Regions from separate parts of the Mus musculus genome. Here all the other regions are linked to region 4. A link is a contact called in public HiCAR-type, capture Hi-C and promoter capture Hi-C data. All regions are on one chromosome and are shown on one strand. Each heading gives the region's core, a stretch centred on a gene start, on an enhancer-like site or on the middle of the called end of the contact. The rest is flanking DNA. Distances are from core to core; before and after follow the strand shown.

Region 1 (3,636 bases), core at 1,113-3,612, 980 kb before region 4:
CCCTTGCTAACAGGGGACTGCACTTCACCTCAGATGCAAAGTAATGGAGCCAATTAAGCTTGGGCAGAAGTCTCCGAAACTGTGGGGCAAAATAAATCTTCCCTTTAGAAAATCAGGATGTCAGACGCCGCCATGATCATCCCGGTGCGCTGCTTCACCTGCGGGAAGATCGTCGGCAACAAATGGGAAGCCTACCTGGGTCTGCTGCAGGCCAAGTACACGGAGGGGGATGCCCTGGACGCTCTGGGCCTAAAGCGCTACTGCTGCCGCCGCATGCTGCTAGCACACGTGGACCTGATTGAGAAGCTGCTGAACTATGCACCCCTAGAGAAGTGACCGCTGGAGCCTGCCCTCCTCTGTCTCCTGCTGGCCACGGGCAGCCTGTCGTGCTATGTTCAAACTGAGCTATTGGGGATGTTGGTGTATTGCCTGGCTGTGGCCCTGTGGCTAAGTCCTGTTACCCTGGAAGGAACTGTTTAGTAAAGATGTTTGCAGAACCACCAAAAAAAAAAAAAAAAAAAAAAAAAAAAGAAAGAAAATCAGGATGCTAAGTATATAATGAATAAAATTTGATGTGTTGGCTTTACATTACAACTGGTTTACAAAGCCATCTGGATTCGGTTCCATTCTTATCAACAAAAGATCAGGATGATTAATAAGGCTCAAGTAAATAAATCAACAAGTTAAAGAATAAAAAGAAAACCTTAAATATTTTTGTTAGTTTATCTTATCCATTGTTATCTCAAAAACTACAAGTCACAAGCTATTCATTATTCATTCCTCACAGGCTTACATTACTACTGCAAGATCCGTGCAATGCCCAATATCTGGGCAAAAGAGCAGGAATATACATTTTAGGATCAACAGTGATACAGTGGCATAATTAAGTTATATACTAATTCATATTCTTAAATAAGCATACATACAGCCAACAGCACCTTAATTAGGCCAGTGCTCTATAGATGAGAAACTACCTAAATCCAACATGATTGACTTTCACCAGGGAGTCTTAAACAGAAAGAGTGAAATACTAAAAAAAAAGCAGATATCTTTAAAACAGAAACAAAAACCAAAAACTACCACCACCAACAATACACCGAGCCTGGCAGTGGTGGGCAGCACTCGGGAGGCAAAGGCAGGCAGAACTTTGAGATCAAGGGCAATCGTGGTTTAGAGTGAGTTCCATAATAGCTATGGCTGCACAGACAAACTGTCTCGAGAAAAAAAAGAAAGAAAGTAAGAAAAAAAGAAAGAGAATAAAGCCACCAAAACCAAAAAATAACACATGGAATTTTTAATGAAGTAGGATAATATACACAACTAAGAATACTCTAAGATTTAAAAAGAATACCCTTGCCAGGAGTGGTGCTTGATGCAGTTTTATCCATCTCTGGAGCCAAGGGAGGAAGGTTTCAGTGAGTTTGAGACAAGTCCTGTTTACATAGTAAGACCTTGTGGGTGGTGGCGGGGAACAACCAAGAATTACACCCTTTAGCTAGGCATCGTTTTGATCCGAAACCCTAGAGCTTTTTAATAAATATGAAACTCCTTAGATTCTGCAACACCTCTGTGAGTCACGTAAATATTTCTTGAATGACTGACTCAAGGTCATAGGCAGAAAGCAAGAACAAAACATAGGAACAGGGTCTGCAGCTTTGTGGGTAAAGGAATATCATTGTGATTTGGGGTTGACAACTCTCTCGGTACATCAGATGTGAAGGGAACTTGTCAGTGCCACAAGTCTACAAACGAAGAAACATTTTTAAGAAAAGAAAATGCCCTCTTTGAAGAAGTTTTAAGTGTGGTGAGTTTACTTAACTCAATTTTTGTACTTCACTGAAAACATGCGTGACCCGGGTAAAGGGGAATAGGGAAAACATGACAAATGGTCGTATTAAGGCCTGGGGTTGTAGGTAGCACAAAATGAGAAAAAAGGAAGCAAAAGGAAGGAGTCCAAAGTTGGGTCTAGTGTCCAACAGAAAGGAGAACTGGTCAAGGCCACCCTCTGAGACCGGCAAACTACATCAAACTCGCTGGGCACCGTAGGAGGGGGACGGGAGCGACCAAGAGTCGGGCCCTCCCTGGACCAGCCAGTTGTCTGGGGTTGTCCCACCCCTCCGCGGACAGGGCTCGTCTCCCGGATGACCAGCAGCTGGAGGACGCCTTCCCCAGGAACCGGGGCCGGAGCCAGGCCGCACTCACCGCAGCGCCCGCGCTCCGCTAACACCGGCCTCCTCGCCTGACGCCCATCGCCCACCACCAGAAGGAGAACGAGCCTTCGCTCTCAGACGCACGGCAGCGCAGCTCATCCCCTCTTCCCGATTCGCATTGCGTGGCGACGGGTCGCGTCTCGAAACGTCACGGCGAGGGCGGAGCTTCCAGTGAACCCTGTAACTCCGCCTTTCTGTCCCGTAGGGAGGGACATCAGGGCGGCCCTCTCCGGAAGGGTGAGCGCCGAACCGGCCTGAGCATGCGTCGGAAGGACAGTTTGAGCTGGTGCGGGACGGAAGCGCGCGTGCTGCGCTTCCGGTGTCCTCGCGCGTCTCTTTTCCGGGTGGAAGTCAGTTCAGATTGTGTCACATTGTGACTTGGAGCTGTCCACGGAGGAATCGAGGATATTTTGGCGCCTCTCAATAGTGCATTTTTCCCGTCAGATCGGACATTAGGGGGAAAATACGGGGAGAGGATTGATACCTTCTAAAACTTGGGAATAAACATTCTCCAAAGCCAAGCCTCTGGTTAAAGAACAGACGTGTTTGGAAAACACATTGCACAAACACCGTCAACATTTCCAAAAGGACCAGTCTTACAAAGCTGGGGTTTGAACTCTTTGGAGAGTTGTCTTGTGGAGAAAAGATGGGCTACTCGTGGACATAAAAATTGCTTAAGAGTGGAGTTGTTTTCCCTGGTCACTAAATCCGTTGGGACAGTCCAACTTTTTAATGCATGTCAAATCTAAAAGCACAGCTCTACTAAGTATATAAAATGAAAATACTTAGCAGATAGGCTGCCATTAAACGTTAAAGAGTAGTAAGCATCCAGTCTACCAACCTTTAAAATAAACCTTAGTTTCGTTTCCATTACAATTAGCTACATGCAAAGGTATTCTTGTGCTGGGCGGTGGTGGCACACGCCTTTAGTCCCAGCACTTGGGAGGCAGAGACAGACGGATTTCTGAGTTCGAGGCCAGCCTGGTCTACAGAGTGAGTTCCAGGACAGCCAGGGCTACACAGAGAAACCCTGTCTCGAAAAACCAAACCAACCAAACAAACAAAATCTTGCATTTCTCCTTTAAAAAATCAACACTAAATTATATACTATTTGTTCTCCCTAGACAAGTAAAGACTGGTGTGATTTGATACCGTGCAATGCTGGGAACTACTGGATAAAAGCCTCAAATGTTTTTTTTTTCCCCCTCATAATTAAGGAAGAAATTGTTTTTTTGAGGATGGATTATTTTAGGAAAATGTTTTTTCTCTGCTCAGCTTTGTGGAATTGAGTAAGGAAAGAAAAACTTAGAGCTGAATGTGAGAATAAGTATAAAACACATGGAGAACATTTTGGGGTGCTCTGACAATTGGAAGGAGGTAGGACTGAAAGGAAGAGAGACATCATTGGAGTGTATCAGTGAAAATT
Region 2 (3,419 bases), core at 841-3,340, 710 kb before region 4:
TAACTCCTTCCCCCGCTTCTGTTAATTCAAGAGCACAGAATTTGGAGCTGAATTCTAGACCTCCAAATGTTGTAATTCATGTCACAATGAGGTCAGCATGCATTAGGAGAACCTCACAAGCTTGCTGGAAACACATTAGAGTTCTCTGTTACCAACCACCCTTTTCTCATTCTTTTATAAACAAGTTTTTTTTTCCTGTGTGTGTGTGTGTGTATGCATGTGTGTGTGCACACATATGAATGCAGGTGTGCTTGGCTATGCTGGTGGATGCGCTGGAGACACGGAGGAGACACCAAGTGTCCTCTTCTATTCTTCTCTTTCTTCCCTTGAGACACGGTCTTTCACTGGACCCGAGCCTGCCGTCGTTCAGCGAGGCTGCTGGTGTGCACGTCTCAGTGGTCTGCAGCATTGGGACTACAGGGTACTTGGTCCGACCTGGATTCATGGCTGCTAGAGATCTGAACTCAGGTCCTCATGGTTGCAATGCCAGAATTCCTAGGCACTGTTCTTAGACTCTTGTTTTATTTTCAATCATTTTTTTAATTGAAAAATTTGATCACAAAAGCCAAGCAAAACAAAATGATATAACCAGTGCTTAGTGAATGATTTTTCAACATACCCTTGCTTGGTCTGAAATTTTAAAGTTTGAGTTAGTATGTTATCTGTAATCACACCCCCTTTCACTTATGACTTCATTGTGAGCTTTGACCCATGATACACTAGTTTTTAGAATTGGTATGTTGTTCTGAGAGTAAGGATAATGTGCATGACAGCCAAGACGAAGAGCTCTGCAGTCTAGAAAGTCCTGGGAGCTCCCAAAGCGATGCTCACAATCGCCCCACAAATGCATCTTTCCCTCTGTTATGGCTCTGGTATCCCAGCACTCACACACCTGGATGTTCTGAACAGCAGCAGACAAAACAGACATACCGAGCAAAGCATGTCTGAGAAACATTTCTGTTTCTCACAGATGTCATCCTAGAACCCAGGGGCCACCACAGCAGAGTACTAGTCTTGATCAGGGCGGTGGCATTTTTCTAGTCCCACAACTTAATCCTGGAGCATTTTCAAGGATGATGCCAACACTCTAGTCTCAGGCTCTTCAAGTGGGTTGTTGACACTCACCATGACCTCTGATGGCCTCTGCTGGATATAGGGGAGTCCCTTTCCCTTTTCCCTCACAGATTTGCATAGGCAATGAATTGATTAAGTTATGAGAGTGTTTTTTATAAGTTCTTAAGAAATTTCATGGCTGTGGATTGATACTATTCCTCAGTGTTTTCTTTTCTTCTTTAACTTAACGAACATTTACACCCAATGAACCCTGGAGACAATGTATTTGGCTCTGAGGCCTCAAAGATATCCAGTAGATTATTCTCAAGTTTCTTCGGATGGGAATACTGCCTTTAAGCTTCCACTGGGTATCTGCTCGGGTTTTTCTCTTGCCCAGGAAGGCTGGGGGAAAGGTGTTTGTGTTGGAGCATGCTGCATGCTGCTTCCTATGTGGAGTCATAGCTGAATCCTTCCACCAATAACTGATAAAAGAAAAGACTAGGGGATAATGGAAGGTGGCGTTGGCCTGGTCCAGCTAGGCATCTGGACAATCACACTTTCTCTCCCTGTTGTATGTCTCTGCTATGGCCTCTCGGTAGTTTGCTCACACTACTAGCCCACCACCTCTGACAAAAGCTTGACCAAGGACTAGCAAGGCTATTGCTATAATTCTTTGCCCGTTCCCTTTCAGGATTATTGCAGAGTGCCTTAGAAAGTCTAACTCTAACTGTGTGCTAGATGCCTTTCACAACTTACTCTGCTGGATGGACACCATCAATCTTGTTCTCCCACACACACTCTTTAATGATAACTAAAAAAAGCCTCCAAGGAAGATGTTAGCAGTAGGGAAGAGAAGAGGGTGTGAGTGAGGAGAGGAATGGTCAGCGATATCAAAGGTGACATGAGAGGGTTTAGGAAGAGGTAGGAGGGTAGGTTTCCAGGGAGACAGAGTAGGGAAAGTTAGACAGGAGGGTTAAGGTACTCCCGTGTTCCAGTCTAAGTTGGGTGAGTGCTGGTTAAGAGACCTTAGCCACTAGGTGGCAGTGGAACCTTAGTCGCTTGTCTGAGGTTGAGGTGGCTCTGCCCCTGGTTTACTGCAGAGGAAGCATTAAACACAGCCAGATTCAATATTGAACAGTGACATTGCATTACCATCTACACAGAGCTCTGAGGAAAAGCTACACCAGATACCAACAGGCATCTTTATCCATGCACCATAAAGAGTTCTAATTATGCATTATTACAATAAGGAATTTTAGCTTGTGTTTAAAGTTATCTTTCTATCCTTAAGATGATAGCCGTAGCTCCAAAGGGCATTCACCTTTACCGCTAGCATGCCGTCTGCCAGGACATGGTGAAACTGGAACATATGACCGGAGATCAAGGCGAATCTACCCCCCAGCACAGATTCTTTTTTTTTTTTTGGGTCAGGATTAGGTGAGCGTTAGTGTAAGAGTGGGCCCCAGATGGACATATTCTCTGAGGGGGTTTGCATGGAACACACCGAGGGGCTCACAAAGCAGTTTCTGCCTTGACTGGCTTCTGTGGTGATTCCTTCAGAGCTGAGAGAGTCACCAGGATGCAGGGGCGTTTGTTCCTCTGGGAGCTATCATGGAGCCTTCATTTAAACAACTCTCATTGTCCCCCCCGCCCCCCGTTTTTGATAATTTAAACAACCCAGACAATTAACTGAGTGGGTTGATTTTGAACTTAAAATCTAAGACTTGAAGATAAAGCCATTATAATGTCTTTCTAAATAAAAGATTTTAGAGACTTGGACTGTCAACCTTTCAGATACACGTAGAGGTTTGTTAGGCTAAAGTTTCATAAGTTGCTGAAACTTAGGTCAGTTCTTTTTAGATGAATCCTCCAGAATTACATTTATTTTTAAATAAGAATTTTAATTTGAGAAAAAAACAAAACCAGCCAGAATTCTAAAAGTGAACTGTGATGTATTTTCTTCCTCCCCCTTTTGACATCTTTAGATGTTTTATTCAGTAAAATGTAGCAGAATTTTGGATCTTATTTTAGTATTTTTTGGAGTCTAACTGGGACATATTACCTTCAAAACTTGGTTTTATAGCACTGGTCACCACTGCTCTTTTTTTGTTTTGTTTTGTTTTCCCAATATAACATTTCTATTGATTCCCTGGAAATTTCACATCACGCACACTGATCAAACTCATTTCTCAGTCCTTCCACCCTTATGATCTCCCTTCAGGGAGGTAAAATAAAAAAAGTAAAAATAAAAATGAATAGAACCCCCTTAAGCCCAATTTGCGTTATCTGTGAACTCACTGGAGCATGGTCAAACTGTGACACCTGCCTCTCAAATAGGACTGAGCCCTTCCCGGCCGCACTCACGC
Region 3 (3,431 bases), core at 317-2,816, 870 kb before region 4:
TAAAGGCATGCACCATCATGCCTGAGAGTTTAGTGCAAGGAAACATACTGTCCTTGATACTGGAGTAATAAGCCAGCCGTGTCTACTCTGGGAGACTACAATGAAGCATAAAGATGGGGACATCAGTAAAGTTTTGGCAACTCCATGGAGAGAGGCAGAGGAATGGTCAACGAGATGGATATTTTTAGAGAGCAGAAATTGTGGCAGAGGTTTTCTGACATTTGAGGGGAAAGCTTAGGAGAAGTCACATTGCTTGTTAGAACAACTGCAAGTGTCCCGCAAACCGTTTGCTCTGTTTTCAGACCTGAGCACTAGGATTGGGAATTTTCAGAATCTATGGTAACTGCAGCTTTGAACTTTAAGCTCTGTTGAATTTGGTACCAGGACAGGGATCAGTTCAGACTGAGGCAGGGGTTCCTGTGCAGTCGGAAAGCTTGGATGGAGCATCTGAGGCCACAGGAATCTCACAGGTGAAAGCCAAAGCCAGTAGGTGGCAGCAAGATTAAGTAAGGACTGACCATCTTGGTGCCAGACAGACACACACATGTGATTCCTAGCTCACCTGTTTATCATCTAAACAGCCTACACTGCCTGGACAACTTTCTCTGAGGTTTTGCACTGTCCTCAAGCCACTTTCCTGGAAAGCACCTTTTGTCCTATGCCATTGATGTGCCCGTGAGGTGGCCCTGTGAAAGTCACACAGGGTAAGGAGCCAGGGCAGAGCTAAAGGGAAACCCAGGTCTGTGGGGCCCCAGGGTTTAAGCTCTTAATCACCATCCTAAAGCTACACTAATGTTGAGAAGAACAGACATAGAACTTTAATTTCTGCTACTCAAGGAACTTCTAGGAGTTTCTAGGCTGGGATGAAATACTTAAAACAGCAGTTTTCGAGAGGTCACGCTCGGTTCCAGGTCACAGGCTTGGAACTGTTAGTGTTACCCAGATAAGCTTGTCTTGGTTTGCTCCTTAGCAACAGCTTTGGGAGTCATGGTGACACCAGGGAAATCCCAGGAGTGCTCTGCAGGCAACACAGAATGCTAGGAGTGCCCGAGGGAGTGGGCACGTTGCTTCTAACCATGAGCTCTGTGTTATTTGTTTCTAGCATTGGCAGATCCCCTTGAGCCGGCGCTTTCGCTCCATTAAGCTGTGGTTTGTGATTCGGTCCTTCGGGGTGAAGAATCTTCAAGCACATGTCAGACACGTATGTTGCGCGAGAGCCGTGGGACTAAGCCCATGATTCTTTGCATTTTCCATGGGAAGGAAGACTTTGCCTCGGTTTTACAAATCTGCCCAGGGGATCCTTGGTTTGTGGCTCAGTGGTAGGGTGCGCAGAGGGACTTGAATGTTGGTTATGTAGAGGTGCGCTGATCTCCATGTAGTCCCAGTGGACTGTCTGTGATCTGTAGTTCACACTGTTTATTTTCTAAACAGTCACCACTAAGTGCAACTTCCTCTGTTCTGACATCCCTTGTTTCACCGATTTCCTGAGAGTCTCACCTTTCCTGTTGTTGTCTTTGAGAACTGAGCACTCAAAAGCCTAGTTTACGGAAAGAGAAAGTGAAAGTAGGTCAAAGAGCAGGGTCTATGGTCAAAGTAGGGCCGAGTCTTTAAGAAGGAGTGGCTGTCATGGCTCCCTGGTGAATGGTGTGTCAACACAGCCACACCTGCTCTTCACCTTCTAGGTGAGGTCTGTAGTGAACACACTACCTGTAATTGTGTCCTCCTCTCCCCTGGCCTCTGCTCTGTCTCATACACAGCTTGCCTCATGGGAGGGAAGAGAATAGGGCAGGAGGAGAATGTCTTATTAACTGGGAGACCTACTTTCTGCCGCCCAAGCCTTGGGAGAATCACCCTCCCTTGGATTTTAAAAAGTGAGGATGCTGACAAAGGTGGGCTCTGAGGGGACATTGTGGGGCATGTGAGTGAGACATGGAGAATTTTGACAGGGCAGGTGGTGAAAACAGGCCCAGAGGAAAGGAGTTATAGGGGAGAATCATAACCAGGTTAGAAATGGGGCATGGGCATATAAAGGCCAGGAGAACAGTTAGTATGCTTTTCCCGGACAAGGCCTGGACTTGCACATGAAGAACTTCTTAGGGATCAAGTGGGGACGTAGCTCCATTGGTACACTGTTTACTCCCCATGCACAAAGCCACTGTTTGACCCCCTAGTATTGCTTAACCTTCTCCTGGCAGCGCTTGCAGGTAGTTCCACAGTGGGGGGTGGAGGCAGAAGGATCAATGGTACCAGGTCGTCCTTGGCTACATTGTAACTTTGAGCCAGTCTAGGATCCATGAGAGAGAGCCTTTCTCAAAGAAAAGAAAAAGTTCATGAGGCGGTGGTAAGAGTTTGAAATTGACTGGAGAGAGAGAGAGAGTGGAGCAGATAGAGGAGCAGATAGAGGTTGGTTCAAATGGCACCGCCTCTTCATGGTCAAGGAAGACACCTGAAGCTCTGTCTTCTTTTAAAACGAAATATCAAGTGGGAGTTCCAGCCCATAAAAAAAAAATCACTTAGTGGGGCAGGAGAGATGACTCAGCAGTTAAGAGCACTGACTGCTCTTCCAGAGGTCCTGAGTTCAATTCCCAGCAACCACATGGTGGCTCACCACCATCTGTAATGGGATCTGATGCCCTCTTCTGGCATGTAGGTGTACATGCAGTCAGAGCACTCACATACATTAAATAAATCTTTAAAAATTAATTCACTTAGCAGAGAGTGTATGTGAGTCTCAGACTGGAATCTCTAGCCCTATCATGTGCTGTGTCTGTCACTTACTCCCCCCTCCCCACGCCCCCAGGTCTCATTTGTTGTTCTTGCTAGTCTGGAGCTCAAGGCTCCCCTCTCGAGTGCTGGCATTAAAGACTTAAATATCATCATTCCTGGCAACCTTGAACTTCCTCTGATCCTCCTACTGAAACCTCCCCATGTCTAACTTTATTCAGTTGTTGATTGAAGTCAGCATTTTGTGCAAGGTAGGCTAGTGGATTGCCAGTTGAGCCACAGCCCTGTCCTATATTCAAGCATTCTATGTAAATGTAAAACTCAAGAGAACCACAGGAAAATTTAAAAGTTCATAAAAACTTTATAAAAGATCAATATGCTATGAAATCTTTATTTTTTAAAAGATTTATTTATTTATTTTATGTATATGAGTACACTGTAGCTGTCTTAGACACACCAGAAGAAGGAACCAGATTCAATTACAAATGGTTGTGAGCCACCATGTGGTTGCTGGGAATTGAACTCAGGACCTCTGGAAGAGCAGTTGGTGCTCTTAACTGTCAGATGGTGGTTGCTGAGCCATCACTCCAGTTTTTTTTTTTTTTTTTTTTTTGGTTTTTCGAGACAGGGTTTCTCTGTGTAGCCCTGACTGTCCTGGAACTCACTCTGTAGACCAGGCTGGCCTCGAACTCAGAAATCCGCCTGCC
Region 4 (3,371 bases), core at 163-2,662:
TGCAAGAGCAGTACACGTTTTTAACTACTGAGCCATCTCTCCAGCAACCTTTTAAAAAATGCTGCCCAGGATGCTTCGGAGATGCAGGTACTCTCCCGGAGCATTGTGGGGATGTTTTACAGGGACTGTAGCTATTTCATATGCTCCCACACGTCATTCATTAGCTGCCACTCACAGACAAGGCCATTACCACTCACAGGAACTTCTCTCAAGGTAGTGGGATGTTACTGTGGCATGGCATACGGTAAGGTGGGACCCAGAGGAGAAGGCAGAGATGAAAGAGAAGCATGCGTAGCAGTAGAGGTACTAGCGGATTTTTTCAGTCTTACTCCCTCCTCCTCCCACCTTCCACTCCCCTGATCCTGTCTCCCTAGGTTCCGGGTATATGAGTTCTGATTTAGCCATTCCTTTCGTGTTTGCCAAATGTGGAGGTGCAAAAAGAAAGTCAGAAAGGAAGGTATAGGACGCCACAAAAGGCCTTCCCAGTGGATAGAAAAAGCTCACAAAGTTGTCAGGCAGGATACTAACAAGCCGTTCTGAGCCTAAGCACAAAAGCTTGGCGGCGGCGAGGCGCCTTTGTCTCCTAGTCACCTGCACTGGTTTCATTCAAACCTGTGTTTGGATGGCCCTGGAGTTCAGGCTAAGTCCTGAGCACTCGAGAGCCCGTGGTCAATGAGAAGGTGAGGTGGCCTTCTTCCCAGATTCTCTTGGCTGCTGCCTTAGTATTCGAAATCATGAATAGTCTCAGGTACTGGAGCCAAGGCTCACAGAGAAACGCAACCTCAGCTGCTTCCTCCCGGAGACTCTCACCCCACCCCCACCCCAAGGTCTCAGCAGTCCGCTCTTCTCAGCTCCTGAATGAACCTGCATTTCCTCTGCCCAGCTGGGGCTCAGGCTTCCTGTGGGCTCAGCCTTTACGGTTGTCTTCCCGGGGCCTTTGATGGGCTCAGGAAATTGTATCAGACAGAAGATGGGGCGGCAATCAATTAAAAAAAAAAAAAACGTTTCTAAGAAAAACGAATCTAGGCTTTGAACAAGAGTTGTTTGTGTAACATATGCCCTAATGTCCATGGAACAATATATCTAATTTCTAGCTCCTTTCTCGCCCCTCCCCATCTTAACAAGAAAGGAAATCGATTTTTAACCTTCTGATTCCCAGCATACTGACGATCCAGGAGCAAAGATTGCCTTTACTTTTAACCCATTCATCAGATATTACCCTCCCTTTTCTCTGCCCGGCTTCGTTTCTCCCGGCTACTAGTTAGTATATTCACGGTGCATGACTCATGAAGCTGCAGCCTGATTGGATGAAAACCAAATCGCACCCCCCACACCCCCACCCCCGCGCCGCCCCAAACGGGTCAGTCAATTACAGCTATTCTCGGCTCCATTCACAGATTTATTAGCTCTCACACAACGAGGGAAATTCATTCGGCAAAGTTCATTCATAAAAATTTCAACAGCCTGGGTATCGTCTGCTCAACTCAGCCTTTTGCTGTGCACAGGCTCCTCCTGAAAAAAGCCTGCAGGAGAGTACAGGAGGGAAGGGCGCCCTGAGAAGGGGTGGGCCGGCCGGGATCGGACCCGAGCCACACAGAGGATGCCCGGACCTCAAGCTGGAGGAACAATGCAGACCAGCGCCCGTCGCTAGGACTCCTGGCTGGTGGCCCAGAACCAAGATCCTCCGAGAGAGGGCAGCCGTCATAACCCCAGCCCATACAGAAGGGCCTTTGACTCTTATGCGCTTTTTTATTTTTCCCTTTGAAATGAACAGTCACGGGAACAAATAAAGGGTTAATGGGCTAGTCCCTGCCCCGCCCCGTGGGAGCTGGAGGGGAGCAGGTTTGAAAGTTCCTGTGCGCAGAGGAAAAGGGGGTAAATATTTCTGCTAAGACTAGAGGCGTGGTGGCACCCGCTGCCCCAGCCTGGGGGACGGGACTCCGGGGCGAAGACACCCCCGCTCCCACCCCACCCCACCCCCCGCGCTCCGGGGGCCTCTGCCAGGGCCTGGAAGGGCCGGCCTGCAATCAGAGCTGGGGAGGCGTCCTCCGGGACTGTCATCCTTGAGCAGTCTCGGACCCGGGCTGGTGACCGCCAGAGCAGGAGAGGTGACTGTGGCGTGGGTCTACCGGACTGCGAGGCACTTTAGGCTGCGGTGCCCAGTCTCAGCACTGCTAAGGCTATGCGAGAACGCAGCCAGGACAGCCAGGCAGGACTCACGCTGTATGTAGGACTCTTTGGGCACCTGGGGATGCTTCACAGGACCAAGTACAGCCGCTTTCGGAACGAGTCCATCACGTCTTTGGACGAAGGGAGCCCCGGAGGCTCCGTTGGAAACAAGGGCTCGTCGCCGCCTCCCTACCCAGCCCTGGCCCCTCACCTGCCGACTGAGGATGCCACTGTGTCCAGCCAGGAGAGCCCCACGGCGCTGTGCACCTTGATTCCCCGTATGGCAAGCATGAAGCTGGCCAACCCCATCACTTTTCTGGGTCTGAAAACCTTCTGCTTGGGTACGAAACAGGTGAGCCGGTTGAAGCTCCAAGAGAACCAGGATCAGACTCCAAGCCGTCCAGCGTCCCCAGAATCCAATCTAAACAGGACTGGACCTGCACCTGCACCGGATCCGGACCAGGTGGGACGCAGGCCCACCTCTTTGCGTCCTGATACTTGCCCACTGCCTGGCCCTGGAGAACCAAGCCCCAGGAGCAAGCAGGACGGGCCCCCTCTGCAGCACCTGTTGGGGAACGGTCTGAACTACTGTGTGCGGGTAAGTCCCTTAAGGCCTACTCCCTGAGCACTCACAGGAAGGGCAGCTGTGCTCTCTGCGGGGACTTCGATTTAACCTGGCTGGGCTCTAGATTACAAGACATACCGCTGGATCAACCGAAGGGAGAGTTGGCCTTAGAGATTTCCTACAGGGATCTGACACATGCCAGAGTCAGATCCACTTTGCTCCAAGGGTGTGAGCCATTGCTAACCCATAGGCAGCTGTTGGCTCAGACATAGCTTCTCATAGAGACAGATAAGATGGCAACTGAGACGTGGTATAAAAGGGATTTGACGTGGTTTTATTTATTTATTTATTTATTTTGGAATCGACATTTCAATGTTCAGCAATTGATGCATCTGTGAGAGTACTCAGGGACTCTGGGACAGGGGAGCCGGGTGTAGCTGGGTTCTGAGATTTATGAGAAGGTGTATCTATGGTAGAAAGGTTGATTCAGGACAGGCGCAAGAGTAGATCAAAGTCACTGTGGGGTCTTCGGGGAAGCTTGGGGTTTGTCCTGGAGAGGGCACGGAGAGGTGGAGGTGACGGCTAGCACAGTCCCCAGGGACTGAACAAATTAGAACAGGGAAGAAAGGGAGGTCAT
Region 5 (3,290 bases), core at 161-2,660, 890 kb before region 4:
TGGATTCCCACATCTTTCTTGGGTTTGATTAATTTGCTGGCGTGGCTCACAGAATTATAGCAAACATGATTACTTTTGATCGAGACAGATGTGATGACAGTTGGGTGAAGGGTGACACTTGGGGTGTGGAGCTGCCTTCTTTGGGTGCTTATCCTTCAGGTAGCCCTGCAAACATTTCAAATCTGCTCCAGAGGTACTTTTAAAAAAGGGAGATGGGAACTGGGGACCAAAGGCAAGGCCTCGGGCGGGCGTGCTAGGTGAGCGGTTTGCCACTGAGCCCCACCCTTGTTTAACCTTTAGCTCTTTCTCCCATTCTTCCCCCTGACCACCCCCCATGAAGTCTGTTGTGTAAGTACAGGTAATGCTTTAGACACTGTTTTTCTCAGATTGTGTTCAAGCTCTTGGGTGCAGGCATCCGCAGTCCAGAGCCTCTGAGGAACAAAGGGACCTCGATATAAAGAACAAAAAGCTCTTGGTATTCGGGAAAACTCCGAAGGATTTTTGTTGTTTTGTGGCAGTGTTGGGGTTCAGGACAAACACACCACCCCAGAATATGATTTCAGGAGAAACTGCCATCCCCGCCCCCACTAGTACGCTTCCTTTGTGTTATCTCGAGAAGCCCTGGACGTAGGAGGAGTTCTCAAAAGCTGTTCTTTCGTAAGAGATGGTCAGGAAGAAACGTTGATTAGGAAAAGTACTCGACTCAGGAAGAGGAGGGGTACAGATAACTGCTGTCACCAGAAAGATTTCCATCTGACAAAGTGGCAATTCTTCCCCCTTACGAATGTGTGTCCCGCACTCTGCTGCACCCAGGCTCCGCTCTGTTCTCCAGCTCTGCTTGCTGTAGAAGCGTCCATCCACTAAAGGGACTTCCAGATTTATTGGCACTGAACAGGTTTTTCCTCCGTTAGCTTAAACAGTAGTCGAGGCAAAGAACCCAGAACAAGTGCTATGTAGTAATGGATAAAAAGAATCCTTCATATCCTGTTGTTGATCTGTCCTGAGCTCAGCCTGGCTAGCTATGGGCTTCTCTGAGCCGGCTCTGCCCTCACCTCATAGAGAAGCCAGGGCAGGAGCAACTCCACCCTCTGTGCTACTTATTGTGAATGCCCTTGGCCTATTTCTGGCCTCTGAGCTAGGAGCTTTATTCAAGGCTGGGGCTCTATGGTCTGAATGCAGGGGCAGGGATGATAGAGGGCTCTTTTACCTTGTCTATCCAGAGCTGCTTGTAGGCTTGGGAGGCTAGGTGCCCCAACTGGTCTAAAAACACCATGTTCTCTGATTCTGTTGATCAAAGTTCAAATCAGAAAGGACGGGGACAAGAGAGGCTGAAATTAAGCCTGAAGGAAGGGACTTTATGGGGGCGGGGCTAAAGGAGGGGAATAGGGAACTCCTTAAATAAGAGATGCACTGGCTGCCAGGGAGTGCACAGCACAGACAAAGGCGACCAAGAAGCCCTGTTGACAGCTGCCTTCCAGCCTCCTCTGTCTGTCTGCCAGGAGGAGCAATCCAAGGGAGATGATGGAGCCCTGTGAATACCGTGAATACCGTGAATACTACCGAGCTAGAGGTGAGTGACAGGGTGGGTCTTCCCTGCTGTTGGAGGCAGGTGAGTGTTTGAGTTGCCTTGGGAGAGCCGGTTTGGCTTCAGTGGTGTTTCTCCTGAATTCTTGAACAGGATGTAGATCAGAGTTTTAACAGGTCCCTCATTCCCTGCCTCTCATGTGCCTACTTCTGTGATTGCTGCCTGTGTCTTGCATTTTGTTTCCTTCTACCTGCCCACAAAATAAACTATCTGTATTTGTGATCCACTCAATTGCCTTATGAAATAGGAAAAAAAAAAAAAAGACTTAAGCATTTGATAGCCCAAACTCTCTTAATATTCATTTCTCTGTGTAAAGTAGTTTATTCTTTTAGTGTTCATGTTTAAACGTTCGCCAAGTGCCCACTTGTATACCAGCTTGCAGGGAAAGCAAAGCCAGGTACCCTGTTTTCAGGCCTGGCTGTCCACAGGTAGGGAAGTGCTTAAAGGGGATTTGTAGGAAGATGAGGATGCATCCAACAAAGTGACTTGTGACATGATGAGTTTGGTTCTGCTTCTTCTGTTTAGTACGCATTAACTGAAATACACATCAACTTAAAATAAAGGTTCTTTTAGAAGCCTATGTGACAACAGAGAACTTTGAATGTCTTTGTAATTTTGTAATAGTCTCATCTCCACTAGAGGGGCCACAGTGTATGAAACTTCTTGGCTGTAAGTTAATATCTATCCTGCTTTAAATCTCTTTTCTCTCTTCTCCCCTATCAACCTTTGTAGGCAGACGCGTATTAGCGTATCATGTGGCTTTTCAACAGTGCACTTAGCTGAGAGTGTGGGTTCCTATCCTGCAGTGGGACACATTTTCCTATGAGACTGTCTGGGGATGAGTGCCAGCTCTCTCATGTCTACTGGGCACCACTCAGTGCTGGGTGCCCAAGGCTGTGGTGGGCTGAAGGAGTCAAGCTCTCTGGTGCCTCAGTTTGTCTAGGCCCAGTTCTGTGTGTAGGGACTTTGCAGAAGCTGAGGTAGAGGGAATAAATCAGGCTCCTTTTCTTCTCTGCTCCTTTGCTCCTTTGCAGGGAGAAGGGGAATGGGAAGGGTTTCTGGTTGCTCATAGTAGGTGCACATCTAGAGGGTGGGAGGCCATGAGAGAGAGCCCCTCTGAAGGGTCAAAGAACAACTGGCCTGCAGTGGCTTCACATGACTGCTTCCCTTTCTGACTAGTCTTCATTCTTTTGGTGCATCTATTTGAGTGTGGAAGCCGTGTGACAAGCCCTGAGTGCCAGCAGCAGGGAGCGGTGGGGCTCAGGTCTCTTGGGGTCCAGGTTGGTCACAAGCTCTTGGTTGGGCTCTTAGTTGTACTTTAAGTATGTCCCACGTACCTCAGAAATTTGTGTGTGTGTGTGTGTGTGTGTAAACTTATACTTTTCATCACACTCAGAAGATGTTGCCAATAGCCGGGCACGGTGACGCCTTTAATCCCAGCAGGTGGATTTCTGAGTTCGAGGCCAGCCTGGTCTACAAAGTGAGTGCCAGGACAGCCAGGGCTATACAGAGAAGCCCTGTCTCAAAAAACCAAAAAAAAAAAAAAAAAAAAAAAAAAAAAAAAAAAAAAGAAGAAGAAGAAGAAGAAGAAGATGTTGCCAAGTACCATAAAGGCAAGCGAGTGCTGATTTAATGGGTCTCATAAGATGTTTTCTCCTTTTAGGAGAACTGGATGTGGCAGCTTTCATCTCTGCTGACAAAGAAC

The links. Promoter capture Hi-C pulls out the DNA fragments that hold promoters and counts their contacts. HiCAR-type assays count read pairs that join an accessible place to other places. Capture Hi-C pulls out chosen DNA fragments and counts their contacts.
Region 1: a contact with region 4 is called in a HiCAR-type map of astrocytes, with 3 times the contacts expected there. The contact joins the promoter of Usp8 here to the promoter of Shc4 in region 4. A contact is called at or near these places in 5 of 39 promoter capture datasets (the 3T3-L1 cell line, hippocampal neurons, pre-B cells and 1 more) and 1 of 115 datasets of contacts at active chromatin or transcription factors (astrocytes).
Region 2: a promoter capture Hi-C map of liver shows a contact between it and region 4, with 3 times the contacts expected there. The contact joins the enhancer-like site here to the promoter of Shc4 in region 4. A contact is called at or near these places in 14 of 39 promoter capture datasets (the 3T3-L1 cell line, 3T3-L1-derived adipocytes, the C10 cell line and 10 more), 6 of 115 datasets of contacts at active chromatin or transcription factors (astrocytes, craniofacial prominence, embryonic forebrain and 3 more) and 1 of 9 other capture datasets (embryonic stem cells).
Region 3: a contact with region 4 is called in a promoter capture Hi-C map of hematopoietic stem and progenitor cells, with 2.5 times the contacts expected there. The contact joins the enhancer-like site here to the promoter of Shc4 in region 4. A contact is called at or near these places in 9 of 39 promoter capture datasets (the 3T3-L1 cell line, the C10 cell line, embryonic stem cells and 4 more).
Region 5: a capture Hi-C map of embryonic stem cells shows a contact between it and region 4, with 2.7 times the contacts expected there. The contact joins the promoter of Hdc here to the promoter of Shc4 in region 4. A contact is called at or near these places in 1 of 115 datasets of contacts at active chromatin or transcription factors (embryonic stem cells) and 1 of 9 other capture datasets (embryonic stem cells).

What each region holds. Positions count from the first base shown.
Region 1 is chr2:126,706,054-126,709,689 of GRCm38.p6, reverse strand. Usp8 (ubiquitin specific peptidase 8) reads right to left here and starts at 2,362. Exons shown (of 19, transcript NM_019729.3): 1 at 2,203-2,362. It also overlaps the pseudogene Gm10774.
Region 2 is chr2:126,428,137-126,431,555 of GRCm38.p6, reverse strand. The region is part of intron 7 of Atp8b4 (ATPase, class I, type 8B, member 4); the gene reads left to right. Among named protein-coding and RNA genes, the nearest start is that of Atp8b4, 62 kb to the left of the region's middle. Within about 2 kb of position 2,090, at least 18 of the 459 cell types and tissues checked have an H3K27ac peak or open chromatin away from gene starts, as enhancers often do.
Region 3 is chr2:126,595,641-126,599,071 of GRCm38.p6, reverse strand. Hdc (histidine decarboxylase) reads left to right here. Exons shown (of 12, transcript NM_008230.6): 10 at 1,103-1,201. Among named protein-coding and RNA genes, the nearest start is that of Hdc, 21 kb to the left of the region's middle. Within about 2 kb of position 1,566, at least 88 of the 459 cell types and tissues checked have an H3K27ac peak or open chromatin away from gene starts, as enhancers often do. A contact at or near this core is called in hematopoietic stem and progenitor cells and pre-B cells, where this site is marked.
Region 4 is chr2:125,722,189-125,725,559 of GRCm38.p6, reverse strand. It overlaps Shc4 (SHC (Src homology 2 domain containing) family, member 4), which reads left to right and starts at 1,412. Exons shown (of 12, transcript NM_199022.2): 1 at 1,412-2,767. The coding sequence starts at 2,183.
Region 5 is chr2:126,616,798-126,620,087 of GRCm38.p6, reverse strand. Hdc (histidine decarboxylase) reads left to right here and starts at 1,410. Exons shown (of 12, transcript NM_008230.6): 1 at 1,410-1,570. The coding sequence starts at 1,519.